Linked DNA regions of Sus scrofa: region 1 is linked to region 2. Evidence: chromatin contacts called from public Hi-C data. All regions are on one chromosome and are shown on one strand. The core of a region is the stretch at or near the end of the contact, and the rest is flanking DNA. Distances in the headings are between cores, read along the strand shown. Region 1 holds the start of CHD1L (chromodomain-helicase-DNA-binding protein 1-like). Region 2 holds the start of PRKAB2 (protein kinase AMP-activated non-catalytic subunit beta 2).

What was found. Hi-C and Micro-C count contacts between places; a contact is called where the count stands out from the background.
Region 1: a contact with region 2 is called in a Hi-C map of liver, with 2.4 times the contacts expected there. The contact joins the promoter of CHD1L here to the promoter of PRKAB2 in region 2. A contact is called at or near these places in 1 of 5 promoter capture datasets (liver), 6 of 47 Hi-C or Micro-C datasets (heart right ventricle, liver and skeletal muscle) and 1 of 2 datasets of contacts at active chromatin or transcription factors (alveolar macrophages).

The regions. Positions count from the first base shown.
Region 1 is chr4:100,424,047-100,430,879 of Sscrofa11.1, reverse strand. It overlaps CHD1L (chromodomain-helicase-DNA-binding protein 1-like), which reads left to right and starts at 5,152. Exons shown (of 24, transcript XM_013993372.2): 1 at 5,152-5,349. It overlaps TRNAQ-CUG (a tRNA gene), which reads right to left and starts at 5,064; the gene lies at 4,993-5,064.
Region 2 is chr4:100,375,606-100,383,057 of Sscrofa11.1, reverse strand. It overlaps PRKAB2 (protein kinase AMP-activated non-catalytic subunit beta 2), which reads right to left and starts at 4,514. Exons shown (of 7, transcript NM_001243683.1): 1 at 4,333-4,514; 2 at 1-6. The coding sequence starts at 4,488. All of the region lies in intron 2 of CHD1L (chromodomain-helicase-DNA-binding protein 1-like), which reads left to right.

The sequences.
Region 1 (6,833 bases), core at 3,903-6,402, 47 kb before region 2:
ATGGCACAAGGGAACTCCAAAGGTGGAGTTTTAGGATCTGAAGAGTCTCCAATGAGTTAATCTTGGAAAGAAAGTCTGTCTAGTTGCCAAAGTGGGACAGCAAGGAGAGAGCTGATATAGAAATATACGGAAAGCTGTTGCTTTTTTTAGTCTGAAGCCAAAAGTCTGGTGATGGGCCCAGGGCTACTATTGGTCAGTAGGCCAGCAACCAGGAATATCTAGATACAGAATGGAGGACAGCAAGGGAAAGCTGGAATTCACCAGCATGTCTTCATCTATCACCATATCTAACAGTGACAGTCCTCAGGGAGTAACTGTTTCTAAAGCTCACACAAGTTCTTCTTTTGTCTCGTTTCTTTTTGAGCCAACCTGAACTCAGAACTGCATAGGCAAAGAGATTCTAGGGAACACAGTTCCAACTTAACCAAATACAGTACCAAATACCATACTGGCAAAATAGATTTAAAGACAAGGAGCATTAATAGAGATAAAGAAGGACATTTCATATTATAAAGTGGTCGGTGCTTCAAAAATTCCTAAATGTACATGCATCTAGTACAAAAGTTTCAAATTATATGAAGACAAATGGACAGAATTAAAGGAAATCTGTAATCATAGTTAAGAGTTTTAAATGTGCATCCTGATGTAACTGATGAAACAAGAAGACCAAGAGAACAAAACCTGAAAAGCTATGCAAGTTTGAAATACTGAGATCTATAGAACATTATACCTAACAGCTACTGAGTATATATTATTTTCAGGTTTACATGGAAGATTCACTAAAATAAACTACATCTAGACCATGAGATGAATCTCAAAACCTCTTAAAGATTTTATTCAGAGTATATACTTTGACCACAACAGATTTATACTATAAATTAACAATTTTTAAAAATCCTTAAAATATCAAAATATTTTGAAATAAGGTAATATATTTCTTAAAAATCTGTGGGGTTAAAAAAGTTACAAAGGCAATCAGAAACTATTTGGAACTGGGGGATAAATGAAAAGCAACATATCAAAATTGATATGAAGTCCTTGGAGTGTTTCTATCTCTGCAAATTTACATTAGAAGAGAACAGAGGACTAGGGAGTTCCCTGGTAGCCTAGCAGTTAAGGATCTGGCATTGCCATTGCTATGGCTTGGGTCACTGCTCTGGTGTGGGTCTGATTCCTAGCCAGGGAACTTCCACCAAAAAAAAAAAAAAAAAAAAAAAAAAAAAGAAGAAGAAGAAGAAAAAGAAAAGACTAGAAAAATAAAGTCAATGTTCTGTTTCTACCATGAGAAGTTGGGAAAAGAAGAGGGAAATAAACCAAAGTAAGTAGAAGGAAGGAAATAATACAGGTAGAAACTGAAATAAATAAAACACAAAATGCTGAAACAATAAAGGAAAACAACGGAAGCAGAAGAGAAGTTTTTGAAAAAATTAATAAATTTAGCAAGACAAACTAAGAAAGAGGGGGAGGGAGGGAGAGAGAGAGAGAAATAAGCAGTATCAGGAAATAAAGGAGGATATCACCACAGGTCCTAAGCTACTACAATAAGATATTGCTTATTGTATCCTATTGTAAGGATATATTATGAAAACCATTTAGGAGAATAAACCTTGCAACTTAGATGTACAAATGTCTGGAAAAAGAAATTACAAAGTTAATCACAAAGAAATGGAAAATCTGGAGAGGTCTATATGTGGGAAAGTAATCGAATACATAGTTTTGTCTTCTTACAAAGTAGACTCTAGGCCCATATGCCTTCACTGGTGAATTCTATCAAACATTTAAGGAAGAAAAAATAACAATCTTAACACAAAGCCTGTCAGATAATATGGAAGAGAAGATTACACTACCAAACTCATTTGTGAGACCAGTAGGATCTCGTTCCAAAACAGCTGCAAAAGGACATTTCAAGGTAAGAAAATTACAAATTAATATTATGAACACAGATACAAAAACCACCACAAGTTATTAGCAAGCTAAAACTAATAATGTATAGAAAGGATAATACATCGAGACCAAGTCGGGTGTATCTTAGGAATGTAACATTACTTTTAACAATAGAATAGTAACATGTAATTAATAACATTAAGAAAATTAAGGAGTTCCCGTCGTGGCGCAGTGGTTAACGAATCCGACTAGGAACCATGAGGTTGCGGGTTCGGTCCCTGCCCTTGCTCAGTGGGTTAAGGATCCGGTGTTGCCGTGAGCTGTGGCGTAGGTTGCAGACGCGGCTCGGATCCCGAGTTGCTGTGGCTCTGGCGTAGGCTAGTGGCTCCAGCTCCGATTCGACCCCTAGCCTGGGAACCTTCATATGCTGCGGGAGTGGCCCAAGAAATAGCAAAGACAAAAAAAAAAAAAAAAAAAAGAAAAAAGAAAGAAAATTAAGGTTAAAAATTCTTGATCATTCTAATAAATGGAAAAAATAATATTTCACAAAATTCAACACCCACTCATGTTCAAAGTTCTACGTAAATTAGAAATAGAAGGAAAATACCTTAATCTGATGAAGGGCATCTATGAACAGCCTACAGCTAACTTTATATCTAATGGTGAAAGCCTGAACACCATCTTCCGAACACTGGAGAAAAGGAAAAGATAGTAGTTCTCATCACTTCTTTCTGACATTGCATCAGAAGTCTGGCCAAAGCCTTAAGGCAAGAAAATTAAGTAAAAGCCTTAAAGATAAGGAAAAGTAAAACCTATCTTTGACATAATTGTGTGTGTAGAAAATCCTAAGGAATCTACCCCCCAAAAACCTGCCAGAATTAATAATGGAATATAACAAAGTGCTAGAGCCGCAACTTTGGAGACAGAGGAGGGTCTGTAGGCAAAGTGGACTCTGCCTCTCCCAAAGAGATATGAGGAGGAGGCGGGTGGTAAGACTAGTGAGGGGCCTGTACTGGTCTGAGCTAGGGCAGTTTTGATGGGCTAGAGAAAGGAAGGGATGTCTTCTCTCTGAGGCAGAGAAAAAACTCCAGGCACGACGTAGGAATATGATGGAGATCCAGGATGCCTAATGCATTGGCAGCTGGAGATATTGGCAGATACAGAGGGGATAAGGCCTACTTACAAACTTGAAATTTCATTTAAAAACTAAAAATTAAATAAGGACTAAATGTTCCTTAAGGAGAGGAGGTAGAGGACCTGAATGAAGGATTAGGGGAAGAATTGTCTGGCTTGCTGTGGAGAAGCATGTTGATCACCTCCATGAAGTCTTCCTTTACATGGTCTGCTGGACAAACCTCGAATTCCTGGATGTGCACATCACTGATGATGGAACCTCCAGCAGCAGAACTTGACTTGTGTGTTCTGAACTTCCTCAGGCCCTGCAGGCAAACAGTCTGCAAGGGAAGAGAAGGGGGAGTGGGGAGGAGGGGGTACCTGCCAGTTAACTTTAAGGAAACCAACAGTGTGCCTAATTTAGCCACCACACATTACAAAGGATTTACCTAACCTACAGTATCCCCACAAAAAGCAAAAGGAAATGCAGTGAAAATCAATGTGGAGCAGCTTCAGGCTTTCTAGGTAGAAAATATTCTTGGGTGAATCGATGCTCTTTGGTGGCAGAAGACACTTTAGGTAAGAAGGGCCTTCAGACCTTTCCAGTAAAATTTTCTATGAATAGAAGGAAAAAGTCATGACCTTTTTCAGTGGTGTCTTCTTGGAGCGGAATCCAGAAGGTTGCAGGGGGAGCCTTGCGAGTTCAGGACTTGACCCTCAAAGCTTCTCTGGCTCATCTCACTTTCCCCTCCTTAGGAGCCCAGACCTTGCTGCCGTGGGTTAAGGACAAGGACTCTCTAAGCAGGGATCGCTTTCTGGGGAGCAGGGTTTAGGGTTTAAGGAGATTACCCTGTTGAAGAAATTGTGGCAGCCGAAAGATACAAATGGCACCAGAAGATACAGAACAGCACCCTTGCAGGCTCAGAGGAGTCACCTCCAGAGTCTGAGCACCGAGTCTTGTTTTGGGTAACTTTTACACAATACAGACCTCGAGGTTTTCCTATGCAGGTAGCCCCGGACCTCTCCCTTTAGGCAGCAGTGTTCCTGCCTACGAAACTGAAACAAGGACCCCAAGGCACGAAGTTGCTACAAGATTACAAGAAGGGTGGTGTGCAGCAAGCAAAGCAGCTGACAGGCACAGTAGCTGCCTTTCCAGCTGGCGCGCCCGGGGCGGCGGCGGCGGGGGTGGGGGTGGGGGTGGGGGTGGGTCCCTAGTTAAAACTCTTCAACCCCAGACCCAAGTACAAAGTTTAGGACAACTGTGGCTCCTAGTGGTCTCAACAGAACTCAGAAGCTTGAGATTCTATTGGTAACCGTAGGAAAGGACAAAGGAAAATAAAATGAAATACATCCAACCTTCCGCTTGAACCCATGAGTCAGAAAGTTAGTCTCACCACCCCAAGAATGAGCTCAGAAACGCTATTTCATCATTGCACTATTTTCTACCTGTGTAGAAACAAGACATCCGTACAGTTACAAGGCGCGCGGTGTGAAGCGCCCTCTCGGTGCGGGATTCAGTGGGCGCAGCCTCTACGTTTTACCCGGGAGACCCAGGGTGACCCGACCAGCAGGTGGCACTGGCTCCGTCGCTGTGCCCCTTGACAGCTGCGCCTTGGATGCCAGCGCCCGGCAGAGCCTGCCGGGTCCAGCGAGAACACCCCGGGCTCGTCCCACTTCCCCTGCCCTCCACGTCCGTGTGGTCTGCCAGTTTCTGGGACTCTGACCCCTGAGCAGGAGGCGGCCAAACCCTGGGAACGCGGCTGCGATGGGCCTACGGCGGCAGGAGCTGGAGGGCCCCAGCCGGAGGTGGGGTTGGGGGTGTCGCGGAGCCCCCTTCCCAGGACCCAGACCGTGCAGTCTGAAAGCCGGGCAGAGGGGCCCTCTAGGAAGGGAAAGCATGTCCACTCAGCGCACCTTTGAAGCGCGAGTTCTTCTGGGGAGGAGACTGAATTCCGGCTGCGCAGAAAGAGACAGCTGGACCTCATCTCAAGGACAAGGTCCCACCGAGTCTCGCACTCGGATCACTGGATTCAGAGTCCAGAGTGCTCACCATTACACCATGGAACCGCCCATAGTTCACTGGGTCCGGCTGCTGAGCCAGGCCCCACGCAGCCCCGCGGGCCCGGGCCGGGCCCAGGCCCCGCCTCCCGCCCGGCGCGCTCCTCGGCCGCCCCCAGCCCGCTTCCTCCGCGACCACGCCGGGAGGGGCCGGCATCGCCCGCCCTCGGCCGCCCTTCAGAGTTGAACCTCGAGGATGAGAAGAAATCCATTGGGGTCGGCGACAGGGCAGGGCTTTCGGGCCTCCCCCAGGTCTGTCTGCTCTGCGGCATTTCTAGAATGTTCTGCCCTGAGGTAGGATTTCCGCCGGAAGAAAAATTCCTTTCTCCTTTGTAACTGTCCTCTTCCCACTGCCCTGAGAACTCTGAACTTCCTCAGAACAGCCCCTGGGACTTTCTGGTGACCCCTCTCTCGTCCCCCCACTCGGTTCTCGATCCCCCTCTCTCCTCCCCGGGTTCCATGCTGTCCTCCTCCTCCTCCTTCCCGCTTCCTTCATCCCCTTCACTACCACTCCTCTTCACTTTCCCTTCTCCCGCCCCGGTACACAGCACAGGCTATCAGACCGTGGGGAAGAGCGGCCACAGTCTGACCGGAAGGTGAGGAACATTTTCCATCAACGAGAGAAGCCCGAGTGCCTCTCAGGTCAGGACCTTCTGGGGGTTCTTTGATGGAGACAGTAGCCCAGCGTCCACAGCCAGAGCTTGAGGCCCCGACAGCGCGAGACTTCTGCCCGCCCCATACCGTCCTGGGGCTGGGGTGACTCCGAAGTTAGGAAACTTGGGTTCCGCGCAGCTCCTGGCTGGTTGGTCAAATCCGACGTCATTGAACCGCCAGCATTATTCTCTTTTAGGGCTTCAATTGGGAAAAAGTTCCCCTTATGGGCCCCTTGTGGATGGATAGTGGGGTACCGCGCACAGTAGTGGGGTGCAGTAGTTGCCAGAATAGTCAGACAACCCTGGGCCATACTCAGTCTAAGATGAAGAGATAGAAGAGGCTTTTTTCTTTTTTTGTCTTTTTGCCATTTCTTGGGCCGCTCTCGCGGCATATGGAGGTTCCCAGGCTAGGGGTCGAATCGGAGCTGTAGCCACTGGCCTACGCCAGAGCCACAGCAACGCGGGATCCGAGCCGCGTCTGCAACCTACACCACAGCTCACGGCAACGCCGGATCTTTAACCCACTGAGCAAGGGCAGGGATCGAACCCGCAACCTCATGGTTCCTAGTCGGATTCGTTAACCACTGCGCCACCACGGGAACTCCAGAAGGGGCTTTTTTCTAAGTGTATCGTAATACAATTTTCATTTTTAAAGTCATGTCACTATTGTACATATTCCAAAAGAGGATGAAAAAGCTAAACTGAAAACTGAAAAATAAGAAGTTCCCCATGGTGGCTCAGCAGTAACCAACCCGACTAGTATCCATGAGGGCACGGGTTGGATCCCAGGCCCTTCTCAGTGGGCTAAGGATCCAGCGTTGCTGTGAGCTGTGGTGTAGGTCGGCAGCTGCAGCTCTGATTGGATCCCAAGCCTGGGAACTTCCATATGCCCGGGTGCAGCCTTAAAAAAGACAAACCAAACAAAAAAACCTGAAAAATAAAAGTAGAACAAATGAATATAAGTACATATCAAATGATACTATAACTGGGATTCCCATGGTAGCTCTGCCGAACCATGAGGACACAGGTCCTATCCCTGGCCTTGCTCAGTGGGGTAAGGATCCCGTGTTGCCTTGAGTTGTGGTATAGGTTGCAGATGCAGCTGGAATCTGGCATATGTGGTGT
Region 2 (7,452 bases), core at 3,265-5,764:
AGGGAGCTGTAAGAAGGATTAGGTCATCCCTAAATTGTGACCCAGGAATTCTGAAAAAGTCATTCTCCTCTCTAGGGAGGAGAGGGGTGCTAGGTTTCTGCTAAGTATTAATAAGCCTTGATATTAGCAACTAAATCAGATTCTGAACAAACTATAGAAAAAGAACTCATCTAGGACCAAAGTGGTTCAAATGGCTTATACTCAAAAGCTGCCCACATAACAGCCCAACTTCTGACTCTGCATAAATCACTCATCCTTTCAGAACCTTAGGATTTCCCTTGAAAAACAAAAAACCTTGCTTCTTGTTACCAGATGAACTCATAGGCAGACAATTACGATATGCTTCTAAGTATCACTTATGAGAAGAAATATGAAAATAAAGAATGGTTCTACAAAAATAAAGTTAGCCATGTATTTTTCATATGCAAATATGAGACGCTCTCAGTTATAAGCTGTAATGGAAATTAGAGATACTAAAATTCATATGTAATTCATAATCTCCATTTTAGTTAATAGGTTACGAAGGGACATTAAAAATATAAAAATCAGGAGTTCCTGTTGTGGCGCAGCAGAAATGAATCCAACTAGGAACCATGAGGTTGGCGGGTTCAATCCCTGGTCTCGCTCAGTGGGTTAAGGATCTGGCATTGCCATGAGCTGCAGTGTAGGTCGCAGAGGAGGCTTGGATCTGGAGTTGCTGTGGCTGTAGTATAGGCCAGCAGCTACAGCTCCGATTAGATCCCTAGCCTGGGAACCTCCATGGCTTCTTAAATTTTGAGAAAGGGTTACGAAATCTTACTTGCTTACCCCTGCCAGGTTTATACGAGTTGTTTTAGGAGTAGTGATAAAGATTCTGGAGCCATGGAGTTCCCGTCGTGGCTCAGTGGTTAACGAATCCGGCTAGGAACCATGAGGTTGTGGGTTCGATCCCTGGCCTTGCTCAGTGGGTTAAGGATCCGGCGTTGCTGCGAGCTGTGATATAGGTCGCAGATGCGGCTCGGATCCCGCGTTGCTGTGGCTACTGCTCTGATTCAACCCCTAGCCTGGGAACCTCCATATGCCAAAGGAGCCACCCTAGAAAAGGCAAAAAGACAAAAAATAAAATAATAATAAATTAAAAAAAAAAAAAAAGATTCTGGAGCCTAAAGGAACTACCATCCTTTAGTACAGGAATTAGCAAACTATGACCAGTGAGCCAGATGCTTTTATAAATAAAGTTTTATTGGAAAATAGTCATACTCATTCACTTATTTTATTTCTCTCTCTCTTTTTTTTTTTGGTCACACCCATGGCACATAGAAGTTCTTGGGCCAAGGATCAAATCCAAGCCACAGCTGTGATCTACGCCACAGTAGTGGCTGCGCCAGGCCAGGAATCAAATTCATACCTTAGCAACCTGAGCCACTGCAGAGACAAAACAGGATCCTTAACCTGCTCTGCCACAGCAGGAACTCCATACTTACTCATTTTCTATAGCCGCTTTCATGCTAGAATGGCAGAACTGAGCATTTGTGACAGAGATAGTATGGTCTGCAGAGGCTAAAATATTTACTATCTGGCCTTTTACAGAAAATATTTGCTGACTCTCACTTTAGATTGGCTTGAATGACTTTGGTAAATAGGTAAATAAGACTGTATGGTATTAAACCAAAATATTACCAGATAAAATGAGTTAAAAAAAAAAAAAACTAGTTTGTTCATATGGGCTTTACATTAAAAATGGCAGAGGTAGTCTACCTTCTGTACTGTCTCTCCATATTCCTCAAAACTACACTACGAGACACCAGTAGCAGCATAAATCCAAAGTAAACAGAGAAAAAGAAGGGACTTCCACGTTATATAAGGAAATGGCTTAGAGAATTTTTTTTTTTTTTTTTTTTTTTGTCTTTTCTAGGGCCCCACCCGCAGCATTTGGAGGTTCCCAGACTAAGGGTCTGATCAGAGCTGTAGCCACCGGCCTACACCACAGCCACAGCAACGTGGGATCTGAGCCGCATCTTTGACCTACACCACAGGTCACAGCAACACCAGATCCTAACCCACTGAGCAAGGCCAGGGATCGAACCTGCAACCTCATGGTTCCTAGTCAGATTCGTTAACCACTGAACCATGACGGGAGCTCCTAAAAAATCTTGATCTCCATTTTCTCAAAGCAATGAGTTCTTGCTTGACAGGCTGCATTAGAATTAGAGAAATTTTTACATATGCCTAAGAATTACAAATGCCTCAGATTCTGATTCAAATATAGGGTCTGGGAGTCTATTCTTAAAAAGCTTTCCAGACAATAACACTGTGATTATGTTAAAAATAAAGAAACCTCATCTCTAGAAATGTATCCTAAAATACTAATAAAGTAATATTTGATATGATAGTCTGGAATTTGCTTCAAAATAATTGGTGAGGGTAGAGTGGATGGGGGTATATAGGTGGTACAAATTCATTCATGATTTGATCATTGTTTAAACTGGATGACAACTATACAGGAGTTCATCACACTGTTCTCCCTGCTTTGAAACATGGACAGTGTTTCAAATTTTCCATGAAGTGTTTAAACAAATTCCAGCCTATTCTAATTGAGAACCAGTAACTAGTCCACTGAAGAGGATGGCCCCACTGCCACTGTTTCTATCATTTACTTGTATGATTTAGTATTTTCAGTTTAGAATTTGAAAGCTACAAACTATTAATATGCTTAGCTTTGGAAGAAAGCCCTTCCACGGATAACGTGACATTTCTGTGGCAGGCATGAGTGCAGCTGACTAGCAGAAAGATTGTTTACTCCAAGTTCAATAGTCAGCAAAATCTTCAGGAAAAGTGGCAAAATAATTACAACTACAATTGAAAAATGTTTAAGTGAAACATTTAGGGAAGAAATAAAGAGAGCACATTGAGTATAAAATCTTAGATTCTGAAGAGACTTTAAGAATTATCTGAATCCATTTTCTTATTTCATGAATAGCAAGACTGAGGTAAGGGAAAGAATGATCCAAATAGACTCCATTTCAAATAGAGCAACCTGCTTTTATTCAGGATGCCAGTTACTGCAGTCACCATTTGACAAATAATACATTACTTAGATCCTGAGTCATCAATGTAGGGAAGTGGGTACAAAGCTTTGAAAGAAAGCTTTGAAGAATTTTGAAGAAGTTCAGATGGCTGAAGAGACAGCCCAAATGTTGAGAAAGAAGTCCCGAAGTGGGAAAAGAAAGGAATGGAGGAGAAACACCGAGAAAACATCTTCACTTCTTTTTGTGATTATGTTCTCAGTTGGTACTTGAAAAAATAAACTGGAGAATCCATATTTCCCACGCTATCAACCTGGCAAATTATTCTCTCTTTAGGAAAGTAAATAAAATAAAACCCCACACTGGTAGGAAGGGATAAGTGACAAGAAACATCAAACAGACCCCCCAGCTGCTCAATCTGTTTTTCTACTTCATTTTATTCTACCTGGAGGAATTAATGTATTTAATGCCAGCAGCTCTAAAAGGGATTAGAAACATTCAGGTGGTAATCACATTGCTGTCAGCTCCAACTTTGCTTTTTGTGGGGTGAATACAAGTTTTCTCCTCCCTGAAACAAGTCCTTGGAATTGAGAACAAGGTCTTCAAGGCTGCTGTGGATTGTTCGTTTTCAGCGGTGGTAACATGATGAAGTACTACTGGGAAGTGGAGAAATTCTGGAATTAACCTGCTCTGGCTCTTGAGTAGCGGCTGGAAGAAAGAAGCAGCTCAGCCACCATAACTATAAAGTATGAGATGAAAATGAGCAGTCCACCAAATGATGTCCTTTGTTGACCCCCACTAGGAGAAATTATTCAAATAAGCACGTGGTTGCCACTCACAGCCATGCCAAAGGGGAAAAGGGATCTGAAATGCTGAGCTCTCAGAAGAGCAAAGATGATACTCAGACAGAGAAGCTGTCAGGAAACAGAAATTCATTTGCCCACCTCAGGGCAGATGAGAGAAACGGCCACCTAAATGTGGCCCTCAGGTAATCCACCCTCCCCAAGGCCCACAACCTACAAATTCATCGATACCCTAGCAAAGGGTACCCGTGTCTGTTGGGAGAACCAAGAGTTAGGTCTGTTGTCCTCATCCGAAAATGCGGCCAGCAGAGGAGTCGCCTAACAAGAACTCCACCTCCGGGCTATTTTGAGGCAGCGCGGCGAAAGGAATGATCATTCAACATCGCAGTCCCCGAGAGAGCCTTTAGTTCCCAAAACCATAACTCAGGTCAGTGTGATAAGAAAGAAATCCCCAAACGGAGGAGGAGCCCCGACACCCACCCTGCTGCAGCCTCGCCCCCCGCTGGGGGCGTGGGAGCGCTCACCTTGGAGTCGGGCAGGCTGAAGAGGCTGGGGTCGTCGGTGCTCCCCACCATGATCTTATGCTCCTTGCCCGGGGCATGGCCGCCCGCGCCGTCAGCGCGAGCAGCCTTGGCGCCGTGGCGCTCCCCGGCCACCCGCTCGCTGGCGGTGTTTCCCATGGCTGCAGCTCGGAGTCGGGGGCCACCTGCCGTGCGGAACACAAGGCTAGGAACACCCCGGCGGCTGCGTCAGGAGCACCCCCGGCCCCGCCCCTGTGCCTGGGGACCCGGGCAAGGGAATCCCCGCCCCAGGGAGGCCGTGCCCGGGGGACAACCTCCCCCTCCCCGGCCTCCAGAAGCGCCCGGAACCCCCAAACCCCCTGGTTGCCGGCGGCTCAGGAAACTCGCTTTCGGGAACTCCCCCTCATCCCTGCGCTCACAGTCCAGGGGCGCCCGCCCCCGCCCAGTCACCTCCTGTAAATTCTCCCTCCTCCCGAGGCCAATGGTGCGATGGCTGTTCCGCTGAGAAGCCACCAATAAAGTTATTGAAATTGAAGCCGCGCCCGGGGCTAGCGAGCCGCGGTTCCTCCTAAAATGGCCACGAGGCCAGCGGCGCGGTGCCCGCCTAGCGCGCACTCCCTGTGGCCGTACCACCGCGGCGCCCGGGGCCCGCCGGCCTCTCTAGCCACCGCCGGCTCGATGGTGGGCAGCGGCGCGCAGCCTCCAGGGCCACGCGGGGGCGCCCGCTCCGCAGTCCGCGGCACGCAGGGCTGAGATCGCTTCACTGGCGAGGCTGTGCTGAGACTCGGTTGGTTGAGCCCCAGGGCCTGCCCTCCGGAGGGGGTGGTCCCCGAGTGACTCCAGGGCTCCGTACCCAGAGGAGCGACTTTGCCTTTCTTTCTTATGTTGTCTTTCTGGGGGGCTTCCCTGAGAGGTGGGTTTCTACAGGAATCAAGAAAGCGGGCTTCCAACAGAAGGCTGAGGAAGTAGTGGTAATTGCTAAGTGCTGTGGGAAGCAGTCAGCTGGACTGGAGCCGCGGGGAAGGAGGAGTGATGAGGAGATAAATCTTGACAAATGGTTAAACTTCGTCTAAGGAGAAGGAGAAAGCCCTGCAAGGCTAAGAAACAGCACTTGGTATGAGCAACCCCTGAAGAAATGAAATTCAAGAAAGAATGGAAACATCAGAAAGAACATTAAGGCAGAAACGGGCAGCGACAGGCCTCAGGTTGTGACTCATTCACGTTTTGAGTGATAGTTAATGAGATTGCTATGGGATTTACTCATTCTTCCTTTGTGTTATTAGACGCACGCATGTTTCATGACCTACTGGAAGCTCTTGTCACTCAGCCTGTGTTCTAGTGAGGAGCAGCATGGGCGTCACCTGGGAGCTTGTTAGACATCCTGAATCTGAGGCCTCATCCTACAGGATCAGAATGTGCATTTTAAACAAGATCCCCAGGGGAATGTGTGTGTGCATTAAAGTGTAAGAACCCCTGCTTTGACAGCTGGCAGAGAGCAACTCTAGGTTTGATTCTTCGTCATAGTCTTGCTTGTCCCGTGAACAGACTAAACTCACTAAGAAACATTTTCAGAATGAAAGTTCCATGAATACTATTTATTACATGTCTAACAGGGCAATGTCACTTAGGCTTAAACATAGCTGGCAAGGGGGAACTGCAGGTCACACAAGGCCACCTTTCTGAATGAGCAGCTCTGTTTGTGGAAAAGTCCATTTTTTATATTAAGTTGAAAACCCATCCACTTAAGTCCGGCAAATCCACTGTTTCCCCTTTTGGTTTGCTCTGCCCCTAATAAACTCAGTTATTCTCTTGCTCTTAACCAAAGACAGTTTACAGGAAACAGGTGCAATTTTTAACTGCAACCTCTTGCTCACTCCTGCAAAATCTTTACTGACTAGTTACCTCCTATTTGGATAATCTTACCCCCTTTTCATCCCCCAATTCCTTTTATTCTTTCCCCAGGACTCTGAAGCAAGTCCCTCAAAGGACACAGACATTAAACCTTACCTTGTGTACTCTTCAGCTTTCTAATGCCAGGGTGATTTCTCCATGCCAAATAAGATGTCCCTCATTTGTATTTCCTTAGAGTAGTCAAATCAATATTGGAAAAGCTAACCAAGTATTATATTAGCCAATGGAAAACTTAAACTCTTTATTTTCATCTTTTTAAGGCCACACCCATAGGATATGGAGGTTCCCGGGCTAGGGTTCGAATCGGAGCTACAGCCACAGCAATGCCAGATCCAAACCACATCTGTGACCTACACCACAGCTCATGACAACGCTGGATCCCTTAACCCAAGAGCGAGAGGCCAGGGAGCGAGCCTGCGTCCTCATGGATGCTAGTCAGATTCATTTTCACTGAGTCACGACGGGAACTCCCAAGAAGACAAACTTTTTGTAAAGCTAAGCAGAAATGATTTTTTTGGATTATTTGCCTTGGGAGATTATCCATGACACTGTTCTGTTCTAATAGCATTTGTAAATCAGTCCTCGGTTAGTAATAAAAGTTAACTCTGCATATTGGATTTTTTAGACCTAGGACAGAAGTATTTAGACACAATCGGGGGGATTAATTGCTTCTCCCAGGTCCAGTTTGTTTTTTTCTTATATTCAAGAATAACTAGGTAACAAAAGAAGCTCTCTTAAGCAATATCAGTATAATTTCTCTCTTTAGGCTTGCCCCAATGTCCTATCTTTGCTTCCACAGAGAAAAAGAAGGAGGCAATGGACAAAATAATTGGTGGGGGTTCTCTTGATGTTACTGCATCTCAAATATTATTGCCACTGGTCTCCTCAAATCAGCCATTCTGCCTGAGAAACTGAGGAAAATAACAGAGAGCATGGGAGACCTCACAGCACAATATGCTTTTATGCACCTTACCTGAGGTGTCCTCCCCCTCTGAGAGGTGAGGATGAGGGAGTCGGGGAGGAATATATTGACTTTACAGAACTGGATGGCAGGTTAGATTGGGCATCTGAAGGTTTACTTTTCCACCTTCACTCACCAGGTCCCATCTTCATTTGTGATCAGGGATGAGTATGACCTCTCTGTGATTTCCATTTCAAAACAATCTGATCTTTTTAATGAAGTTAAACCTACACTTAACATGGAGATTAGCA